Linked DNA regions of Mus musculus: all the other regions are linked to region 4. A link is a contact called in public Hi-C and HiChIP or PLAC-seq data. All regions are on one chromosome and are shown on one strand. Each heading gives the region's core, a stretch centred on a gene start, on an enhancer-like site or on the middle of the called end of the contact. The rest is flanking DNA. Distances are from core to core; before and after follow the strand shown.

What was found. A called contact is a pair of places that touch in the nucleus more often than the background predicts. HiChIP or PLAC-seq counts read pairs in DNA pulled down with a chosen protein or histone mark.
Region 1: a contact with region 4 is called in a Hi-C map of Sertoli cells, with 2.9 times the contacts expected there. The contact joins the enhancer-like site here to the promoter of Rpap1 in region 4. A contact is called at or near these places in 1 of 39 promoter capture datasets (hippocampal neurons), 6 of 484 Hi-C or Micro-C datasets (B cells, Sertoli cells, Th1 cells and 2 more), 5 of 115 datasets of contacts at active chromatin or transcription factors (the 230-238 cell line and embryonic stem cells) and 4 of 9 other capture datasets (adipose tissue, embryonic stem cells, liver and 1 more).
Region 2: a contact with region 4 is called in an H3K4me3 HiChIP or PLAC-seq map of the 230-238 cell line, with 33 read pairs. The contact joins the enhancer-like site here to the promoter of Rpap1 in region 4. A contact is called at or near these places in 4 of 39 promoter capture datasets (3T3-L1-derived adipocytes, the C10 cell line, hippocampal neurons and 1 more), 3 of 15 datasets of contacts at CTCF or cohesin (CD8 T cells, large pre-B cells and pro-B cells), 11 of 484 Hi-C or Micro-C datasets (B cells, the HPC-7 cell line, Th1 cells and 3 more), 11 of 115 datasets of contacts at active chromatin or transcription factors (the 230-238 cell line, the HPC-7 cell line, the SCID.adh cell line and 4 more) and 4 of 9 other capture datasets (adipose tissue, embryonic stem cells, liver and 1 more).
Region 3: a contact with region 4 is called in an H3K27ac HiChIP or PLAC-seq map of embryonic stem cells, with 19 read pairs. The contact joins the enhancer-like site here to the promoter of Rpap1 in region 4. A contact is called at or near these places in 16 of 39 promoter capture datasets (the 3T3-L1 cell line, 3T3-L1-derived adipocytes, the C10 cell line and 12 more), 1 of 15 datasets of contacts at CTCF or cohesin (large pre-B cells), 21 of 484 Hi-C or Micro-C datasets (CD8 T cells, the G1E-ER4 cell line, cerebellar granule neurons and 10 more), 19 of 115 datasets of contacts at active chromatin or transcription factors (SST interneurons, bone marrow-derived macrophages, embryonic stem cells and 8 more) and 4 of 9 other capture datasets (adipose tissue, embryonic stem cells, liver and 1 more).

Annotation. Positions count from the first base shown.
Region 1 is chr2:119,715,681-119,718,996 of GRCm38.p6, forward strand. The region is part of intron 6 of Rtf1 (RTF1, Paf1/RNA polymerase II complex component); the gene reads left to right. Among named protein-coding and RNA genes, the nearest start is that of Gm25857, 24 kb to the right of the region's middle. Within about 2 kb of position 1,286, at least 5 of the 459 cell types and tissues checked have an H3K27ac peak or open chromatin away from gene starts, as enhancers often do. A contact at or near this core is called in Sertoli cells, where this site is marked.
Region 2 is chr2:119,696,636-119,699,964 of GRCm38.p6, forward strand. The region is part of intron 2 of Rtf1 (RTF1, Paf1/RNA polymerase II complex component); the gene reads left to right. Among named protein-coding and RNA genes, the nearest start is that of Rtf1, 23 kb to the left of the region's middle. Within about 2 kb of position 2,001, at least 35 of the 459 cell types and tissues checked have an H3K27ac peak or open chromatin away from gene starts, as enhancers often do. A contact at or near this core is called in the 230-238 cell line, 3T3-L1-derived adipocytes, B cells and 4 more, where this site is marked.
Region 3 is chr2:119,855,690-119,858,701 of GRCm38.p6, forward strand. No RefSeq gene overlaps it. Among named protein-coding and RNA genes, the nearest start is that of Mga, 40 kb to the right of the region's middle. Within about 2 kb of position 1,627, at least 6 of the 459 cell types and tissues checked have an H3K27ac peak or open chromatin away from gene starts, as enhancers often do. A contact at or near this core is called in embryonic stem cells, where this site is marked.
Region 4 is chr2:119,786,023-119,789,358 of GRCm38.p6, forward strand. Rpap1 (RNA polymerase II associated protein 1) reads right to left here and starts at 1,515. Exons shown (of 25, transcript NM_001163701.1): 1 at 1,393-1,515.

The sequences.
Region 1 (3,316 bases), core at 36-2,535, 71 kb before region 4:
CCTCCCCTCCCTCCCTCCCTCCTTCTTTCCTTCCTTCCTTCCTTCCTTCCTTCCAGGCAGGGTTTCTCTTTGTAGTCCTAACTGTCCTGAAACTCATTATGTATACCAAGCTGGCATAGAACTCACAGAAATCTGCCCACCTCTTTATCCCAGATGCTGAGATTAAAGACATACGCCACCACACCAGCTGATGTCTTTTTTTTTTGAGACAGGGTTTCTCTGTGTAGTCTTGGCTGTCCTGGAACTCACTCTGTAGACCAGGCGTGCCTTGAACTCAGAAATCCACCTGCCTCTGCCTCCCAAGTGCTGGGATTAAAGGCATGTACCACCACTTCCTGGCTTCAACACCCATTGTTGAAAACTCACTTGCCTATTGATGGGAATATTACCCTTTTTAAATAAAAAATTGTAAGAAGAAAGGAGAGCTGACTCAGCACTTAAGAGCACCTGCTATTGTTCTAGAGGACCTGTGTTTGATTCCCAGTATCCACATAGTGGCTCTCAACCACAAGTAACTCCAGGTCTAGGATCCAGTACCTTCTTCTGGCCTCTGAGGGTTAGTGCACGCATGTGATACATGTACATACTCTGGGATTACAGGTCTGCATCATATCACACTCAAATCCTTTTTTTTTTTAAGTTACTAATTACAGTTTGTTTCTATACATATCTGTGCACCTGGTCCATCAGATCCCTTGGAACTATAGTTATAGATGGGTGTGACCCACTGTGTGGGTACTGGTAACCGAACCTGGATCCTCTGCAAGAGTAACCAGTTCTCTTAACCACTGGGCCATTTCTCCAGTCCCCAAATTCAGTTTCTTACAAGTTTAACAACAATTAACACAAGTTTCCATGATCCCTAGTATGATAATTTCTCCCACTGGCAAACTAGCAACTGATTCTATACCATACCCCAACTAAGTGTCTCATAATTCAATTCAACCACTGAGCCAATACTAAGCACAAATTGAGGGCTCAGTCCTCCCATGAATATCCAGGGTCTTTTTTTTCTGTGCTTCTGAGCTATGGGCCTGAAGCGCCTTTGAATTCAGTTAATTTGCTACAGTGTTGCACAGGACTCAGGCATACTTAGGTTTGTTTGTGTTTTTGTTTGAGTCAAGGTCTTACATAGCTTAGTCTGGCCTGGAATTCTGTGAAGTTGTAGTTGACTTTGAATTTGAGATTCTTGTGTCTCTACTTCCTCAATGCTGGGATTACAGGTATGTACCATCACCCCTGGTTAGATTTTCAAGTTTATTTTTATAGCTATTACAAAGGATACAACTGAAATGACTCATAGGGTGGGACATTTTCGAGAAAACCCTACCCCTCTGGACAGGCCACCCTCTAGGAACTTCCTCTGGTTCAGGGGCTCAGATTTCCATATCCTATCCTATGAAGGCTTTTGGTGGTGGTGGTGGTGGTTGGTTGTTTTTGTTTTTTGTTTTTGAGGCTTCATTACAAAGGAAAGATTGAGCAAATCAATTAGCCATTGGTAATCTGCTTAACCTTCAGCCTCTTTCTCCTTGAAGATCTGAGTCTCAGCTCTCTAATACTGCCTTGGTCTTTCCAGGGACCAGCCCCTGTCCTGAAGCTACCTATGGGCTTGCAGCCACCAGTCAACTCATTAGCATACTAAAAGACACTATCACTTTGAAGACTCCATGGATTTTAGGAGTTGTATGCCAGGAAAGGGAATGAAGATGTATTTCATAATGTCACACAAGGTATATTAAGGGGAAGTTCAGCTTCCATATCCTTCTACTCGATGCCTTGCTCCCTTCCCTTAGTGGGCATCATTTAAATGTTTCATATACATACTAAAGGGATGGGGTGTCACTCTGTTGGTAGGATGCTTTGCTAGCAATGCACAAAGCCCTGGGTTCCATCCCAGACATGAAGGCACCCCTCTAATCCTAGAATTTGTCTGGGGTAGTTGAAGCAATAGAATTAGAAGTTGGAGGTTATCCTTGATCAAATATCGAGTTCAAAGCCAGTCTAAAATATATCAGACCCTGTTTCTCTATATATTTTCTTTCTTTCTTTCTTTCTTTCTTTCTTTCTTTCTTTCTTTCTTTCTTTCTTTCTTTCTTTCTTTCTTTCTTTCCTTTTGTAAGCATAAGAACAAACTCACATGCTATTTCCCATCAACCATCAGTGGGCAATATACTATACATGCATGCATGCATACATGCCTTCTTTTCTTCCTTTTTGTGGCTGTGTACGTTTTGTATTCTGGAGGTTATTCCTGGTTTGAGGTTTAGGGTTTCTGGAGGTTTCTTTTTTGTGTGCTCTTTTGTTGTTGTTGTTGATGATGATGATGATGATGATGATGATGATGATGATGATGTTGCTTGGGTTAAGTATTAGAGGAAGAACCAACCCTCTTACAAGTATGTATATGAGAACTTTTTAAATTTTATTTTTATTTTATTTATTTTGCGTTTATATATTTACAGCACATATATGCAGTATATGTGGGATGCAGAAGACATCTTTTGAGATTTGATTCTCTCTACCATGTGGATTCTGAGGATCAAACTCAGGTTGTCAAGGCTTGGTGGCAAGCGCCTTTTGAGCTACCTCCTCAGCATGACTTTTTTCATTTTGAGACAAGATCTTATTAAATTGCCTACACTGGCCTTGAAACTCAGCTTCCTCCTGGCTCAGCTTTCTAAGTAGCTGGGGTTCTAGACAGATACCACTACACCAAGGTCTACTGCTATTCTTTCTTTATAGCTACTAGAAAACAACCATCTTTTGTGACTTAAATTTCACTGCCAGCTAGGGAGAATAACAGCATCACAAAGGCTGTCTCAACACTGAGAGGAAGAACTCCATTCGAGTAAAACGTCACTGTTTGTGCTTGCAGACTGAGGGTACCACCTTCATGCTGCAGCAGCTATGTAGTTGCAACAGTGCGCTGAACCAGAAGCCTGCAGTGGTTACTAACTGGCCCTTAAAACTCACCTTGTCACTCAAAAATGATAGTGCCTTTCTTCCTTTTGAAAAAGATGTATTTTTAGTTATATGTATGTGCATGTGTCTTTGTGTGGGTCTGTGAGTATATGAGGATACCAGAAGAAGGCACCAGATCCTCTGGACCTAGAGTTAGAGGTGGTTGTGAGCCACCTCGTGTTGGTACTGGAACTGAATTAGGTCCTCTGCTAGAGCAGTAGGAACTGCAAATCACTGAGCCATCTCTCCAGCCCATCTCTCCTTGTATGTTTTTTGGACTAATTTTTCACAGCTTTACTAAAATTGAAGTGGCATGGGTCATTGAGTGATCCTCCCAGAGTTCAAGGCTAGCCTA
Region 2 (3,329 bases), core at 751-3,250, 89 kb before region 4:
CATGGAGACCCACAGTCCCTATGCTGAGAGTTAAGGCAGGAGCTCGTTCCTGGCTGTGCAGTGAATCTGAGGCCAGGCTGGGCTGTATGAGACCCTGGCTCAAGGGGGTTGAGGGGTTAGCTCAAATACTTTTTTCTCTGTATCCCAAGACCTAGGTGTGTAGGTGTTTTTGCCTCTTAGAGATGCTGTCTGAAATCTTGAAGTTTCTTTGCTCTCTTGCCTCTAGAATATTCATAGTACTCAGTATGTCAAGGCTACCCATGTCTGAACCAACCACTTCTATCTTACGTTTCATCCCATCTCTTTTCTGAGTGTTTGGAAGGAAACTGGCCCCAGGCTGTTTGTAACATCCACATACCCTCTGATTTGTTATTTAACTGCTGCTGCCCATTAAGCTGTTACCTCGATCAAGAGTCAGGCTGTAGTCTGTTTTATTGAATAAGAAACATCTTTCCTCTAGCCTTTATCTTTTGCTTTCTTTGCTGCATATTTATATAATCACTTGCCTGGTGTTGTGTGTGGCTTACATACCAGCAGGATGCCAGCATGTATAGCACCTGACTGACAACCCAATCCTCCTTTTCCTTTGGTGGTTTGTGGGTAGCCGTTACTAGGTGGACTCAGAGTTGAGATGTGGACCAGGCCTTTGCACTGACATAAGCTTGCATTTACTCTTCAGTTTCTCTGATCCTTGCAACCTTCAGGATAAAAAGTAAACAAAACACCAAAGTTCAGAAACCATGGCTTCTTAGATACCTCTCATGTGGCTGTTAGTATCTAGAATAAGAAATACAGAGCCCTCCTGTCAAACACCCAGTTCATATAAAAATCCCATAATGCTAAGGATCTTAGAGATCACCTGGACTCCTGTATTCCTCAGATAAGAAAATAGAGGCTTGCACCTTTCACAGGTAGCAACAGAGCTACCCCTTCACTACTGCCTCAGTCCCCGAACAAATCATGAAATTTAGCTCATTCCTTTACTTCGTCCTTCCTGGAGGAAAAATCAGAACATCAATTCTGACCTGTTTTTCCTCACTCCCCTTACTGTTTCACTCTGACAATGAAAGACTTCATTTGTCCTGTGTTGAGAGTCACAGGACAAGGGAATAAAGGTTTTGAAGGAACAGGTGAGCAGTCTCTAGCTTAAAGATGAATAAGATAATTCTGTATTGTTTCTCTTGCCTGTCTTCCCTTATACTTTAATAGAATCTGTATTGTGGGAGAGTAGGTATTGCACAATATTTGATATATGTGCTTAGACCAAAAACATAGGAATATCTGACTTATAGATTTTATTGTAAAATACTACAAATATGATCTACTCTCCAGAGGCCAAAAAAAAAAAATCTTGGGATGATTATTGGAACTCTTTGAGTCTCCCTGAAATTCTCAGATTTTAAGTATTTACCCATGGGTAGTAGGAATACAAACAGTTCCCTGTACTTAGGTGCTCAGAACTAAACAGAAGTCTTTGGACTCCACCGAGTGTTTGGTCATCAGGTGGACACCTTCAGCCGGAAATTTGTTTTTTAAAAAGTGTTTTCATTAATTTTTTTGTGGGCAGGCATAAGTCACAGCACACATGTTGGAGGCCAGCACAACTGTCAGAAGTTGGGTCTCTGCTCCCACTATGTAGTCATTAAGCTTGGCAGCAAGTTCCCTTACCCACTGAACATTTCACTGGCTTTAGGTACAGCATTCTAATTCCCCATAGGGTCACTGGTTGCATTAATTGGCTATTTTCCTTTGGAGGCCTGAGTCAGGCTCATGGGGGCTGGTGGGTGTGTGGTGCAGCTTTGTATCTTCTTTTGGAAATTGTTGGAAGAAAATCAACCAATACCCTTTTCACATTTAGGTTTAGCAAAAAGCTCTCTTTTAAATTGGCATTTAAGTTTTTTCTGTTTTTCTTCCATTTTAACCCTTGTCTTTTGTCCCTCCCCATAAAGCAGTGTCTTATGCAACAGTTGCTGGGCTCACACTTAGGCAGAGAAAAAGGAAGTGGAAGGACAAGAAGCCAGTGGCTTCACTAGTGTGACTCTAGGTAGTTTTTGCTCTGGTCCGTGCCCACCTCCCCAGGGAATCCAGAGTTTGGCTCTGTTGCACATTAGAAACCCACACCTGTCGGCAAAACCAGCCCTAGCCACTCTGGCTCACATGGGACCCTGATAGTGCAACCTTTTACTCTAAACCACCTCACATTTCTGTTGAGGAGTCCACAGTATTCAAACACTGTTTGGGAAAAGTGGATTGAGGCCATTTTCCTAACACAATAGATACAGAGTACTATGTGCATTTTTGTGCTATTTCTTGTAACAAGAATCAATGGAACAATATACATTACTGGTTCTAATATTGTCTGCATAAAAAATTGATGTAGTTTTAGCTCATTTAGCAAAAACTGAACATTGTGGACTGTTTTGAATTATTTTACACTGACTTGAAAATCATATTCCTTAAGGATTTAAAATTAGAAATGCCTAAAACTTCAGGTTTAAGAGAAAATTACAACTTCGTTCTAGATGATGATCTAGGTGTTGGAATGCAAATTTATGTATAACAGGCACTATTCACTCTCATAGTATTTCATAACATGCAGGTGTTTTCTTTTCATTCCTCATTAAATGGAAAAGTAAGTGGCAGTTAAAGGGACTGTGTCCCAGGTGTAAGTCAGCACTCGGGAGCAGTGACAGATTGAGTTCTACCTGGGCTCTGTAGGAAGACTTGGTCTTCAAAAACAGAGCAAGTCATCTTCAACAGTGTCTTTATCAAGATGAAGTAAGAGTGTGGGTCTTAGGGATAGCCTCTGTGGGAAACTAATAGGATGGCTACTTCTCCAGAATTACCAAAACAACAGAAACTACCCATCATAAATGTACTGCACTGGGTTTACCGTCATCCTATTAGAGTAGGAGCAAAGATGCTGTATTTTTGCTAAATAGTAGATATAGACATTTTAGGGTTTTTTGTTTGTTTGGTTGGGTGGCTTTTGGTTTTTCGAGACAGGGTTTCTCTGTATAGCCCTGGCTGTCCTGGAACTCACTTTGTAGACTAGGCTGGCCTTAAACTCAGAAATCCACCTGCCTCTGCCTCCCAAGTGCTGGCAGCCACCACTGCCCGGCTGAAATTTTAGTTTACAGATTTGAATCTTCTGTGCTGATGAAAGGGTCATCATAATTTAGTAGACATTCCTTGTAGAATGGAAATTAAAAAGTAGACTACAATTCATCATTTTGTTTTTCAGCTAAAGTCATTCTAAAACAGCAGGTTAAAATATCAGAAGACTTTTTGGATAGAATTGCAAGCATGTGCTACCTATTGTTTTAATG
Region 3 (3,012 bases), core at 377-2,876, 70 kb after region 4:
CTATACTGGTAATGGGATACCCCCAGCATGATGGACTTTTGCAGAATAAAACACTGCATTTACATACTATTAGAGTCTGGGGTGTCATTCTTTAGCGATTCACAGGCCCTTACAGTTTTTATTATGTAGCTCCACCTTTCAATCTGTCTGCATCAGCCTTTTAAGTATCACAGGTTTTGCCACCCTGCTTAGCAATTTCTATTGTATTCTTTTGGTCAAAACCATCACAAACTTAGTAAAACTTCAACAAGTTAGAAAGATAAAGCTGTAGTTAGATGATCAAGTACGATGTGCGTGTGTTGGAGGTGAGAGGTTGAGGAAATGGAGATATGCATACCTACAGAGGATAGAGGTTAATATTGGGTGTCATTTTCTTTCCTTTTTTTTTCTTTCAGACTAGATCTGAAGTAGCCCCAGCTGGACTGGAACTCACTATATAGGCTAGGTTGGCCTTATACTCTCAGAGATTCACCTGTCTTTTCAACCCCACCCACTAAGTGTTGGGACCAAAGTTGTGCATTTCCGTGCCTGGCCCTCCATCTTAATTTTTGAGAGCAGCTCTCTCACTGTGCCTAGAGCTTGCTAGACTAGCTGGTTAGCCAGCCCCTGGTATGTTTTGCACTGGGTTCATGGGAACATGTCTGACTTTCATATCAGTGCTGAGAGTCAGAATTCAGGTCCTTATGGATCAGGTAAGCATAGGAGATAGTGTAGTCTGGTACCCTATCTGGTTTTGGCTATATATAACTCCCCATTTTGTAGTAATGCACTTGACAGGCTGGTTCCCTGACCTTAATATGCATACATGTTTCTCAGCCAATAATCCACCTAGCAACCTTAGAAACCACTGGAACCCCCATCTTCCCTGGGCTACACATAGTGCAATATCTGAACAATAGTATAAATTCCTCTGCCCCTAGTAACAATCAAATTTAAATAGTTCTAGCAAAGTGCATTTCCATGTGGTATGAAGACTAGATGGGCTGATTCAGCCTGAACAGGTTTGGCGTTCATGCCCTAAGGGAAAACTGTGTTTTTATTTTATTTTATTTTATTTTATTTTATTTTATTTTATTTTATTTAAAGATTTATTATATGTAAGTACACTGTTGCTGTCTTCAGACACTCCAGAAGAGGGTGTCAGATCTCATCACAGATGGTGGTTGTGAGCCACCATGTGGTTGCTGGGAATTGAACTCAGGACCTTAGGAAGAGCAGTCAGTGCTCTTAACCACTGAGCCATCTCTCCAGCCCCTTATTTTATTTTTTAAGGCAGGGTCTCTCTCTCTCTCTCTCTCTCTCTCTCTCTCTCTCTCTCTCTCTCTCTCTCTCTCTCTCTCTCTCTCTCTCTCTCTCCCTCCCTCCCTCCCTCCCTCCCTCCCTCCCTCCCTCCCTCCCTCTCTCTCTCTCTCTCTCTCTCTCTCTCTCTCTCTCTCTCTCTCTCTGGCTCTCTGGCTGTCCTGAAACTCACTATGTAGACCAGGTTGGCCTTGGACTCAGGAATCTACCCACTGCTACTTTTCAAATTCTGGGATTAAAGGCATGTACCACTACATGTAGTGACTGTGTGGAGTTGGTATGTGCACATGAGTATGGATGTTCTCTGAGGCCAGAAGTGTCTGATTCCTGTTGGACTGGGATTAAAGACAGTGTGAGTTGTCCAACATTGATGCTGTGAACTGAACTTGAGTCTTGGAGAGGGCAGTCAGCACAAATAACTTTTGAATTGTCTCTTTAGCCCCTTAGCCCTTAAAAATAAAAAAAAAATATGTTTTATAAGCTGGGTAGTGATAGTGTACACCAGCATTTGGGAGACAGAGGCAGGTGGATCTCTCCTGGGAGATGGTTTTGTGCACTGTGTATTCAGATGCTGATTACTGCGTCCCGAGACCTTGTTGCATCTGGACACTGGCATTGTCATGTATCTTCTTTCTCAATGTTGTGTAAAAGTTGTTTTCCATCACTTCTGATTGGTTAATAGCTGTTCAGCAAATTCCTGTGCAGGAAAGAATATGATGGGACTTCCAATTCCTGTGAAAGGGTCCTGTAGAGACCAGAGAGTTTGCCAGAAGGAGTCACAGAGGACTAATTAGGTTAGATTAGAGTTAGAATAGATAAGAACCCTGCCCGATATAGTGCAAGATGCTCATTTATAAAAATACCAGATCTCCATGTTATTATTTCAGAACAGGGTGGGCATAGAAAAAGCCCTGTATATTTACTTACATTTAGTGCCTAAAGTGGGGCACAGAATCCAAGCTTAAACAAAAGGTTCAGGTATTAAAGAAGTCCTAGGTGGAAGGTGGTTTCCTAGTCGCTTGGGACCAGGAAGTTTCGAGAAGCCAAGTATTCTCCGAAGACAGGAGACCTGCAGCATCTCCACACCTTGATCTCACTTTGGGGAGGCAGATAGGCATGGGCTCTTGGCTGGCCATAGAGTTTGTACTGCACAGACCTGACTCCTATGCCCCCTGGCACCTGAAGATCCCACCAGACAGCATGCTTTGGAAGATGTACAAGCTGTAATTGAGCCATTTGAACTCAAAATGTGGGCAGCAAAGGCCCTAGCCCCTGCCCTTCATTGGCTGTTGGAGCAGTGTTTTGTAGTACATAATGGGTTTCCACCTTTGTAGCAATCCTTGGCTTTAGTGAACTTGATGTTCCACCTTCACAGCCAGGTCTCCCTTTGGAATGAATTTGTGGTGAGGTCAGCACTACTGCCTGGGGGCAGGGAATGGACGCAGAGGATCTGGACTCAAGGGGCATTGAGTTGGTTGCCCAGGCTGCCCTCCCTCAAATTTCCATTCAGTGCCTTGTGAGAAGACTCTGACCTGATTGGGCAAACTGTCCTTACAGGCTCCAGCAGGGAAGGGCCCCTAGCCTGAGTGGGATACCCTCTAGGGGAGGAGGCCTGCGTCCCTATCAGAGCTTGTCAGAAGCTGCAGCTAGCAGATGGTGTGTGCACCTTGGTACAGTCGTCTAAGTGACAGGGTTTGAAGCTAGTAGGGTGCC
Region 4 (3,336 bases), core at 265-2,764:
GGGCTGGTGAGATGGCTCAGTGGGTAAGAGCACCCGACTGCTCTTCCGAAGGTCCGAAGTTCAAATCCCAGCAACCACATGGTGGCTCACAACCATCCGTAACGAGATCTGACGCCCTCTTCTGGAGTGTCTGAAGACAGCTACAGTGTACTTACATATAATAAATAAATAAATAAATAAATCTTTAAAAAAAAAAAAAGAGACACTTGTACCAGTATAAGAAACTATTTGGAATAATACTTCCATCTTGAGTAGTGGTCAAGTCAAGTTTACTTGGCACAAAGAGACATGTACTTGCGTAATTGACCTCCTAATTGGCAAGTTAAGACACATGAATGTTAGACAAGTCCCATCCCAGTAGACAAGTTAAGACCTGAATATTAGATAAGGCAAGTCCCCTGCCACAGTTGAATACCCCAACCAATAGGAACACAGTGAGTGGTGTACAACAAAGACATGTTCCCAAGGAAATCCTCCATCCCTAAATCCTGAATAACTTGGCACAGATGTTTGTGGATTTGGGGCCTAAAAATCCTGTAGGATCTTAATTCAAGGGGTATGGTCCAGTTCCCAAATCTGGACCATGGAATTTGGTCAAGTCATGGAATATATGCTCACTAAACTATCCCTGTCTGAGATTGGTGTTTGTGAGACGATTCCCGAACCCCAGTAGTTTCACTGCCCAGTAAATACACACACAAACACGGGGCTGTGACGGGTTGTTTAACAGCAACATTAGAAACCTAAGTCAGAAATAAAATACTAGCTCCACTACTTACTAGTGTAAAATTAGGCAAATTATTTAAGCTATTCCAAATTAAGTTTCAAGCCTGTAAAATGCACAAGGCTGAGACAGACTAATCCCAGCATTTGGGAAGTGGAGGCAGGAAGATAAGGCGTTTCAATTCAACCTGGGATACAGGAAACCTTTCAAAACAACAGCAAGTTATTACTGCATGCAGCGTGCCTTCCACAGTATCTGTTATATAAATAAACTTCAGTGAATGAAAACAGCAAGTCCCATGCTACATAAAGAAGCAAATGTACTCCCCCACAAACTCCAGGGGGGGGATTTGTCTAAAATCAATTAGTGCTAAAAGTTACGCCTTGAATTATAATAAGGATAATTCCGACAGATAACCTCTAAAGCGAAGGAAAACTAACAATGGATTTACTGGGTTTTGGAATAGCCTCTTACATCGCAGCCTATCGGCGACACGACCAATCCAGAGATTGCACCTCAGGCTCTAGTTAAGCATCCTGGATCGCCCGCGTCTGCAACCAAGAGACAGCTCGTGAGGCTCGAAATGAAGAGCTGTACCCGAGGTTTAGGTAACACAAGCTACTTCTGTGCAAAGACTCCCAAGCAGGTATGATAAAGTAACCAGACACCTTGCTTCTGGGTTCTCCACCTGAGTAACTTGATCGGGGTCTCTGCAAACAGCAACCTACTCCAACCAAACCCGCCTGGGCGCCGCCATCTTGGCCGTGCGGACTGGCACTTCCGCCGCCTCTAGAGTTCGGCTTCCGCCGAGCAGCCCCGCCTGCCGCGCTGTGGCTCGCCCGGGAGCTCGAGGGCTCCCAGCTCAGCGTTGTGTCTCTGAACCTCAAGCGGCGAAGCCTGCGGCGACTAATCTTTCTTTACACAGACGCTGGGAACACACGCGTTTGATGTAATGCAGACCCAGGTCTTTCCACAGCACGGCAGATGTAAAAACTTGCACAAACGTCCTTCTGCACTCAACACCGTGCTTAACTGCGTCCTGTATTCCCGCTCCACTCCCCGCACTCAGCATACAAAAGTCTGCACACAAACCAATGCGATCTCCCCAGTGTGCTTTTAGACGAGCGAGAAGGTAACTGTGAGAGGGAGATCCAAAGAAAGCAACTCTCCCAGAGAGCACTGTAAGAATTGGGTGTTAGTGAGAAGACTAAAGAAACTGGTTGTCATCAAGGTTACCCGCTTCCTAAGCATCTTCCCTTCGTTTATGTCAGTCTCTCCTCTTGGGAATTCAACCCCCTTCCCTGCCGTCCCTTCCCACAAAGTTTATCCCCTTTAAGGTCTAGCCAGAATCAACTTTGATAAAACAACAACAACAAAACAAAACAAAACTTTACCAATCAGTTCTGCCCCCTGAACTTCTAAACTTGGATGGTCTGAAACCCAAGCACTTGCACTAACCACTTGTATGGAGCAGACTGCTGCAATTAGTAGTTACCTTTTCACAAGAGAAGTTCTTTCAGCCTTGTGATATGAAAGGCTTGAGTAATTCTGGCACTTGGGAGACTGATATTGGAGGATGACAGACTCAATGTCTACTTAGGTTACACAGTGAGACCCTGGTTTTTTTTTGTTTCATTTTGTTTGTTTTTACATTTTTCCAGTCAGGGTTTCTTTGTGCAGTCCTGGCTATCCTGGAACTCACTCTGTAGACCAGGCTGGCCTCAAATTCAGTCTCTTGAATTAAAGGTGTGTGCCATCACCTATGGGCAAAAACCTTTTTTTTTTTTAATTTTTATATTTATTTCCTTTTAAATATACACATTTACTTGGGAGGCAGAGGCAGGCAGATTTCTGAGTTCGAGGCCAGCATGGTCTACAAAGTGAGTTCCAGGACAGCCAGGGCTATACAGAGAAACCCTGTCTTTATAAACAAACAAACAAACAAACACATTTGCCTGCATGAATATTTGTGCATTATGTGTATGCCCTGAGAAGCAACAAGAGGGAGTTAGATCTCCAGGAACTGGAGTTACAGATGGTTGTGGTCCACCATGTGGGTGCTGGGAATTGAACTCTGAAAGAACAACAGGTGCTCATTTTTAAAAATGTTTTTTTATTTCTATTTATTAAATCTGTGTTTTGGGGGGCTGGAGAGATGGCTCAGCGGTTAAGAGCACTTACTGCTCTTCCGAAGGTTCTGAGTTCAAATCCCAGCAACCACATGGTGGCTTGCAACCATCCTTAATGACATCTGACTCCCTCCCCTGGTGTGTCTGAAGACAGCGACAATGTACTTACATATAAAATAAATAATAAATAAAATCTAAAAAAAAGAGTTTTTTAAAAAAATGTGTGTTTTGCTTGCATGTATGTATTTGTGCCACATGCATGTCTGGAGCCCAAGGAATTAAAATGAGGATGTCAAGACAGTATTGGATATCCTACAACTGCAGTTACAGATAGTTGTGAGCTACTGTGTGATGCTAAAAGCCAAGCAACACTGGTCCTTTGCAAGAGCAACAAGTGCTCTCAACTGATGAGACACCTCTGTTGCCCAGTGCCCTGTTTTGGCTAAATAAAAAGTCCTGTGCATGAGAAAGGACTGGTTAGAC